Linked DNA regions of Mus musculus: all the other regions are linked to region 3. A link is a contact called in public promoter capture Hi-C data. All regions are on one chromosome and are shown on one strand. Each heading gives the region's core, a stretch centred on a gene start, on an enhancer-like site or on the middle of the called end of the contact. The rest is flanking DNA. Distances are from core to core; before and after follow the strand shown. Region 1 overlaps Akap13 (A kinase (PRKA) anchor protein 13). Region 2 overlaps Akap13 (A kinase (PRKA) anchor protein 13). Region 3 overlaps Akap13 (A kinase (PRKA) anchor protein 13).

What was found. Capture Hi-C pulls out chosen DNA fragments and counts their contacts.
Region 1: a contact with region 3 is called in a promoter capture Hi-C map of liver. The contact joins two enhancer-like sites. A contact is called at or near these places in 1 of 15 datasets of contacts at CTCF or cohesin (large pre-B cells), 3 of 484 Hi-C or Micro-C datasets (the N1E-115 cell line, the P5424 cell line and embryonic fibroblasts), 1 of 115 datasets of contacts at active chromatin or transcription factors (microglia) and 3 of 9 other capture datasets (adipose tissue, liver and pancreatic islet).
Region 2: a contact with region 3 is called in a promoter capture Hi-C map of liver. The contact joins two enhancer-like sites. A contact is called at or near these places in 3 of 484 Hi-C or Micro-C datasets (CD4 T cells, bone marrow-derived DN2 thymocytes and nephron progenitors) and 3 of 9 other capture datasets (adipose tissue, liver and pancreatic islet).

Annotation. Positions count from the first base shown.
Region 1 is chr7:75,641,212-75,643,911 of GRCm38.p6, reverse strand. The region is part of intron 8 of Akap13 (A kinase (PRKA) anchor protein 13); the gene reads right to left. Among named protein-coding and RNA genes, the nearest start is that of AU020206, 140 kb to the left of the region's middle. Within about 2 kb of position 1,326, at least 228 of the 459 cell types and tissues checked have an H3K27ac peak or open chromatin away from gene starts, as enhancers often do. A contact at or near this core is called in liver, where this site is marked.
Region 2 is chr7:75,685,242-75,688,019 of GRCm38.p6, reverse strand. It overlaps Akap13 (A kinase (PRKA) anchor protein 13), which reads right to left. Exons shown (of 37, transcript NM_029332.1): 13 at 2,711-2,778; 14 at 699-807. Among named protein-coding and RNA genes, the nearest start is that of AU020206, 95 kb to the left of the region's middle. Within about 2 kb of position 1,254, at least 115 of the 459 cell types and tissues checked have an H3K27ac peak or open chromatin away from gene starts, as enhancers often do. A contact at or near this core is called in liver, where this site is marked.
Region 3 is chr7:75,753,391-75,756,090 of GRCm38.p6, reverse strand. Akap13 (A kinase (PRKA) anchor protein 13) reads right to left here. Exons shown (of 37, transcript NM_029332.1): 37 at 1,482-2,700. Among named protein-coding and RNA genes, the nearest start is that of AU020206, 27 kb to the left of the region's middle. Within about 2 kb of position 1,335, at least 37 of the 459 cell types and tissues checked have an H3K27ac peak or open chromatin away from gene starts, as enhancers often do. A contact at or near this core is called in liver, where this site is marked.

The DNA of each region.
Region 1 (2,700 bases), core at 77-2,576, 110 kb after region 3:
AAAGGAAGCTCACAGAGAAAGAGAGGTGGAATTGAGGTGTGGGGATGGGGCAAGCAACAGAAAAACAGAGGCATCTAGCAAAAGGGCAGCTCTGAGAATGAATTCCTCCTTTGTGATTATTTAGATTCTACTTAGAACAAGTAAAATTTTATTTTAGTAATAAGTGCTTTGTTGCAGATTCATTTTCTCTCTCTCTCTCTCTCTCACACACACACACACACACACACACACACACACACACACACACACAGACACAGTCTCTGTTCAGACATGCCTTTAAAGAACTTTAAATCCCCCACCCCCCCACCCCCTTGATCTTCTGTCACTGTTAGCTCAGGCTTTCTCACACTTCATCCTAGTTTAGGAAGGATCAAGACCGGGCAGTAAGGGTACAGAGAGAAGTCTTCCTGAGATGTTGAAACTGTATGAGGTGTGGCCCCTTCTTACCTTCAGCAACACCACATCGACAGTCCTGTCCACCTTGGAGATGTCACACAGGCTATAGCGCCTTTTGTGCCGCTCATACATTTTGTACAGATGCAGAAAAGAAGAGACAAAATGTAGACGGATATCTGCTGAATCCAGGGACCAATGTGCTCACACAGGTCCGAAATTCCAAATTCTCACAGTGGGCGGGAGGAGACTTCTGCTTCCAGATTCCTCTATATAGAAAACTCTCGGGTTAAGGAAAAAAAAAAAAAAAAAAAAAAAGCAGACTCCAAATCTGTGAACTAAGTGGGAACTTTCTGGCAACTTCAGAGCACGGAGACGAGTTTATAATTCATAATAAAAGCAGTCTGCAGTAAGATCGCTGCTGTGCAGATCTTGACTGAAAGAGAAGCACAGATCTTTTCCATCACTGCCGAGAACTCCAGTAGAAAAATTAAGGACGAACTGGCTAAGCATAATGGTTGGCACATGTATGCAGAAAACCCAGAGCCAGTAAGCACTTAGCCACGAAGACAAAGGTTTTTTTTTTTTTTTTTAAAAGGAAGGTGGCTATTTCAAAGTGATGGCACGAGAGAATTCCTTAAAACAACAAAGGCAAGAAACCTATATGGAGGCGGGGGGGGGGGGGGGGAGAAAAAAAATCTGGAGGTATTTTCTAGAGTATCCACTTTTTTAGCCAGTCTCCAGCTCTTCAGCAGCAGGGCTGGATTTTGACTTAAGTTGAAAATATCTAAGGACAGCCAGCCGGCCGAGTACAAGGAAAATAGACCACTCCCCCAGATGTCCTCCCTCCCTCCCTCCCTAGCTGGCTGCCGCTAGCTAGCCAGTCCCTCCCTCCGCAGCCTCCACACCCTTTACCCTGCTCTCTCAAGATCGTCATTACTTGCCCTTTCAGACCTGCACCAGCAGCCTTGGAGGTTTGGAAACCTAATTGCAGTGGTGGGAACATGAATCATCTACAGACTAAGAGAAAAAACAAGGCTTCCTTTTCCAACAGGCTTCCTCCTGCTCCTCCTCCTCCTTACAAGTCCCCAGTGAAAAAGGCTCTGTCAGACACCGCAAGGAACGACCTCAGTCCCTTTGATGCCAGTAGTATGCTAATAAAGAAAGGCGGTGTTATACTAAACACTACTAGTCTGTACTACAGCCTTGGCATTCAGGAAAGACACAGAGACCCTGAATCCAGCCAAGGCGTATACAGCATCTCCCTGCAGAATGCAAAGGAATGATTTAATATCAGAAAAATGTTAGCCAAATATTTCAGAGTTATGTCTCTAGGATGTAGAATTAGCTACAAAAATGTCTGGCAAGGGTTAGAAGTCATCACAAGTTAAGGTTTTGTCTCATCTGGGGTCTGAGAAAGTTCTAAAGAAAGTTAAAGAGATGGCATAGGATGAATGTACGCATGTCTCTTAGGACTCTTGGGACTAAGAAGAGTCACGTGGCTGAGACCGCCTTGCCTGTCACACCTCTCAATCATGGGACTATGTGACTTCATTTGCCTGTTTTCTTGCTTCTCCAGACCTCTCCAGTTGCCAGTCTCCTATGCCTCAGGAGCAGACACAGTCGTTCATTTTTAGACACTGGGGACTGTAATAAACATTGGAGGGGTAAAGAGGAAGAGGAATCAAGGAAGCAAAAAGCAGAAAAGAGAGGTGAAAGAATAGAAAAGGGGGTTAAAACAAAACCCTAAAATAAACCCACAGTGGGCTAGGTACGGACATGCCTTTAATCCCAGCACTATGGAGACAGAGCAGGCAGACCTCTGTGAGTTCGAGGATAGCCTGATCCATGACATGAGTTCCATGACAGACAGGGTTATATAAAGAGACTCTGTGCCAAAAGCAACACCAAACAAGGGAAACAGCATTCTAATGCTTTCCGGGAGAAGCAGTCCTACGTTCTCTCTAAGGGGACAGAGTGCAGCCCCTTACACGGATTTGGAGAATGTGAGTGTACAACCTTAAACACCACAACAGAAAGGAAGTGAAGGGACTAAATACTACAGTTTCTCTCAATAATGCAAGCAAAGTTGGTGAAAGGTGTTTTCTTTTTGAAGCTGTGAAAGGGTAACGAAGGTCTAATGAGTCACCATTTCCTCAGGCCAGGTGTTTAAGGAGGCTAGTCTGCTTAGGAGAAAGCAACGGAGCAAACCCAGGTAAGGTGGCCAGTTCTTCACTTACCCATCTGTCTACCCAAACACCACTGTCTCAGCTCCCTCTAACACAAGCCTCATCCTGATCCCACCAC
Region 2 (2,778 bases), core at 5-2,504, 68 kb after region 3:
GACTGCTAGAATTAATTTGTCTTCTGTGAAGTTCAGCAGAAGCAAGATCACTTGAAAAATATTTCTAGATTTAAGGAGCCTACTGTGACATAAATACTCATTTTAACATCTGTTCTTAGACAGGATCCTGGACCCAGGAAAAGGTGAGAAAAACTGAACTGTGTCTATATTAGATTAATTTGATCAGGATTAATCCCCTGATTCAGGTAATAAGAAAGGTATCTTTGTTTTTAAGAGACATATTAAATTACTTAGGGGTACAGAAACCTACGCTCTGAAGGAGAGTGATAAAGAAAGGGAGTATTCTGGAAAAATATGAAATATTGTAACATTTGGTAATTTGAGGGAAGAATGCACAAGTTCTTGATATTTTTTCCATGTACTTTTCTTGCTAGGTATTTCTTCAGTGAGAGTCATTTTACCCATTTTCAAGTCTGAAATTATTTAAAAAATCCTTTTAAAAATAGTGTCATATTTAAACTCCACAATATAATGAATATAATGTACGCATCAAAGAGGCTTTTATATACCAAGAGGAAGGGTTAAAAACTGATATCTTAGCAGTTATGGTTAAGTATAAAGACAGTCCAAAGAAGAAGCAGACACATTTTAGAAGTTAATAAGATCCCAAAATAAGAAAATTGATAAGAAAAGTAGTTAAGGTATACTTAATTTTTTTAAAAAAGTAATATACTCACTGTCCAATCCAGGATGACTGATTGTCATTAATGAGATGGATTTTGTCAATGGAGAAGAAATGGCTGATGTACAGTAGTTAAATCCCTGTTGTTTAGACCTGTAACATGTCTACAAAATTAAAAAAAAATGGAGGATGAGTTCTAAGTACATATTCATATATATAGACGTGCAGAATTTGCATTGACCCAACTTAGTGAAGGAAGAAGTGGAATCCAGTCTGCCTCTGCCACTTAACTGGTACTTAGCTGCTTAGCTTTCTAAGCCTCCTTGTTCCTCCTGGAACTGGTGAGTATTCACCATTTACAGTGGGTTTCCATCCCTCAGAGCATTTAATAAGGTTTCAAATTGAGTAAGAACTCACTAGGTATTTGCTGGTCACACAACCTGGTAAGTAACTTCATCAGAGGTACCAAATTACATAGAGCACTGCTGCTTTGAAAAATCAAACTGTCTTCAGAGATTGACAATAGGACATGTTGTTATTCTGATTATAAGGACTTGGAAACTGAGATGTGAGCAGAAAGCAGTTCAAGAGCAGTAGCAAAGCAGCGTTGCATCTGGGAAGAGGCGAAATCTCTTTCACTTCCTCTTAGATTGACTGTACATGAACACAGGGTGACTGCAATTTAGTAACTTAACTTCCTCAGTAGTTACTGGCAATTTAAATCCATAGCATTTTAAAAGCCATGTAGCCCAAGCAAAAGCAGAGGCTCCTTTTAACATCCCGGAAGCAACCATTTTTTACTTCTGGTGATAAGGGTCTCATGTGTCTTTCATTTTGAGACAGCTCATTCGAATACTCTCACAAGATGAAATCTGCCTTTTTCTGATTCACACAAATTGAGATACTGAACGTCTCCTCCTAGCATGCACTCACTCATTTGGGCCAGAGATTTCTGATTATTTAGAGCTTGTTCCATGTGTAACCATGGAATCTGAGGCAAACAGTTGCTATGTTTCAAATACAACTGTGAGGTCTGAAAAATGACCTCCGAGAACAGCAGACTTTTAAGAGGAAGTTGACTGCAGGCAACTTGTCTAGATCAGAAAGATACATGCAGCACAACACCCACTCTGAGGCTGTGCACAAGAGGAACTAAAGGTAAGATGGAAGCTCTATGAGGACTATGCATTGCATAGCATAGCATAGCATAGCACAGCACAGCACAGCACAGCACAGCACAGCACAGCACAGCACAGCACAGCACAGCACAGCACAGCACACCATGGTACAAAAATGCGGATATTTATCTAGATGTGTTGACTTCATCTAGAAAGATTAAGTCAGAAAGATAGCAATGATAATTAGTACCATTTACTAAAAGAAAGGTCATCTGCCAAACTTCTCAGGGGCATGAAGCTCTCACAGGTAAGGGAGGGATCAACAGACTTTCTTGAGCAGTATGATTGACACAAAGACCATATTTTCTCTAGGGAATAACCATGGGGCATGGATTTTCAAATTGCTAAATTTAATAATGACATGCAATATACTTTAAAACTCAATTTACAATGAACTGAATACATTCCTAATCCTAAAACATTTGCTGTGATGGAATATTTAAATCTGTATAGATTAATGTATTCTTTTTAAAAAATAATATTTTATATTTATTATTATTTTTGTATAGAGTGTTTTATCTGAATGCATGTATCCATGCTACATTCATGTCTGGTGCCCCTGGAGGTCAGAAGAAGATACTAGGTCCTTGGAACTGGAGTCATGGATGACTGTAAGCCACTTTATGTGGGTGCTAGGCACCAAATGTCAGTCCTCTGCAAGAGCAGTAAGTGTTCTTAACCACTGAGCCATCTCTCCAGACCAACTGATGTATTTTTAAATATTCATGTTTAGTTCTAAAAGCGTGTTATTGCTAGAACTGAAGATACTATTTAATAGGTAAGTACTAGTATTTACTAGTACTAATAAAAAGCACAAAAATGAGGTCATATTTGGGGGTAATATTCCACTACCACACCCATCAGCATTCCATACTTATTTTAGCCTTACCTGCTGATCAAACATCCTATGATGCTGTCTCTGGTCTGGCTCCAGATGTTCTTCTGAAAGTGACATCA
Region 3 (2,700 bases), core at 86-2,585:
GGGACTGTCACTTGGATACCCTGGGAACTGGGATGGCAGAGGGGAGCTATGGGCAGTACTTGGCTCAGTTCCTCTAGGCTGGAGCATTCACCACTCCCAGGCTCTTCCCTGTCTGCATTTTCCACTTCTGACGCCTAACGAACACCACCGTAGGATGGCAGAACTGTTGGGACTGAGAGGCGGGTGCTGGACCAGTGGGATCTTAGGTCCACAGCTTGTTGCTATGCTCAGTTTTGTTGTTGCTGGACCATTGGGATCTTAGGTTCACAGCTTGTTGCTATGCTCAGTTTTGTTGTTGCTGTCAAGGAAATCATAAGACCAGGAATAGCAACCTGCCTGTCTCATGTGCAAGCTCTTTCTTCCCTGGTTGTGTAGTCCCTGTGGTTTCCTGATGCTCCTTCCCCACTGTGGGTTTAGGCCTCTGTCTGGCTGTGTGAAGCAGTCACTCCGGCTTTCTAGGCAGAGCCTCCCAGAAGGAAGGTCCCTAATAGAAAAGATACAACTGGCTACCCTTGCCATGGGCAGTCCCTTGGGATGGAGACCTTCAAACAGCAATGGCCACTTTCACACATCAGGTTTGTGCTATGGTGGAGGCCCTATGCACAATGATTTCCCTTCGGGACCAGCAGGAGGGTACCATCCTACAGAAGGGCCATCCAGGGTTCTTGGAGCCTTGTGCTTTGTGCCTCCCAACCCCACCCCCACCCCTTGGCCCCGATTTGACTCCCAGCCCTTTCTCTGGCTCAAAACCAGCTACAGTGGAGGTGAATGCCTCCACAGGAACCATTGTTCCTTCAGGCTGAGAGTCTGCAATCAGACCCACTGGGGTGAGACAGATGAGCCAAGCTGGATGCTCAGTGGGGGAGTAAGACAGCCAGGGGTAGAAGATGTTGAAAAGGGGTCAGTATTCCAGGGACTTGCAGGGGAATGGCTATTGCTAAGGTTACAAATGCCTCTGCTAAAAAATGTATGCACTTCCAAGTTCATGGGCAGACTGGGACCTTGGAGAGCCTGGCAGGCTGGTTGTTGGAATGAAGGCGGCAGTTAGGATCCCAGGGAGCTTTGCCCATGGCTTCTGTGCCACTAGATGGTATAATTCCTCAAAGTCCAGAGAACATTAGCTCATCTGCCTGGGGACAGCAGCCCAAGCAGTGCGTGTGGACCAGCCAGTCTGACCTGGTGTGTCTTTGCAGTGTTCCACGTGCATGGGACTTGGTTCCTGAGGTTGAGTTAACCAAGATGGAACATGTAGTCAGCAGAGCAGCTTGAACCTGACTGTGCTGACTTCATGGACGCTTGGTTTGGACTCTGACTTAGGGTGGATGGGTCAGTGACCCTGGAGGTTTGGGGCGGATCTCCTGGTTTTGCCTGCTGTGGGAGGCCACTCCTCCTTACACCCTACTCCCAACAGCACAGAAACAGATGGCTTGCCAGGGTAGGGAGGTGAATACTCCCTTACCACAAATACATCACGGCAGAGGTCAAGATCTCAAAGACATTTATTATTTTTGAAAGGTCTGAGGGGGACTTTACAAGAGTTTGAAGCCAGTAACTACAATGGATGATAAATAAAATACAAAGCCAGTATGTTGTGGCAAATTTCCAGAAAACACACTGAAAAATCTTTACAGTTCAAAACTGCTTAATTTTATACATAATTACAAATTACTATACAGCACTTGGGTTTAACCCGACTTTTTATTTAATAGGGCTTAGTACAGAAATGTTCATACAGCATTTGGAGACGACTTAACAAGAACAGAGGTATAGATAGGTGTATCCTGCCCACCTTCTGTAGAGCCCAGGCCTCAGGAAGAAACCTGAGACAAGCCAATCCCAGCAGGTGTCAACCAAGGCAGGGCAGCTGAGGCTAGCAGGGTTCTAAGGCATAGGTTCTGTGCTTGCTGCAGAGGCCCTCTGGGGTCTGAGGCAGTAGCGCCTGCCTGGTTTCTCCGCAGGGCACACTTGCAGTAGTGGGGCAAACCCACTTTACACCTTAGTTGAGATGGAGAAGTAACTCAGGACCTGTTGATCATTTGACAAAGTAAGTCTTGTGAGTGCAGGAAAAGGCTTCTGCCACCCCTCCCCGCTTATGGCAGCATTAGAATACTTTGCATTTCTCCACCTGGCCAGCAGGCAGCAAACTTAACTAGGAATGTTATGCTACAAGAAAGAAAACAAGGAGCTGGTCTCTGCAGGGGTGTGTGTGTGTGTGTGTGTGTGTGTCGCTGCTTCTCTTACAGGCACCCATACACAGGTATCCAGACAAGGACGCCCACACTCCGTGACTGTCTTCTGGGTACGTATCAAAGGCAACTTAAGAGCCTTGGCAAGAACAGTGGGTGAGGTGACAAGAGCCTCGGGGATAGGAGGAGACATTACAAACTTGCATGGAGAGGACTGTAGGCAAGCTCTGGCCTACGGGCCCAGGTTGTGTCCTTTACTAAGCCTGTGTGTACTGATGTTACCCTGAATGGTTCATCACATCTGTGCTTGCTGTTGCTATGAGGGAGGCTGGGAAGAACCAGTGTGGCAGTGGGCGGGGCTAGCAATGGGCGGCGCTAGCGTGACCCTCAGAAGACTCAGTTCGTACCTTTTGAAACAGAAAAAAAAAAAAAAAATCAATCGTGGTGAGGGCTTCTTCCCTGCAGGTGACTTCCGTGAGAGTGGGGAGGTGGGGGCATGCTGGCATGTCTTTAT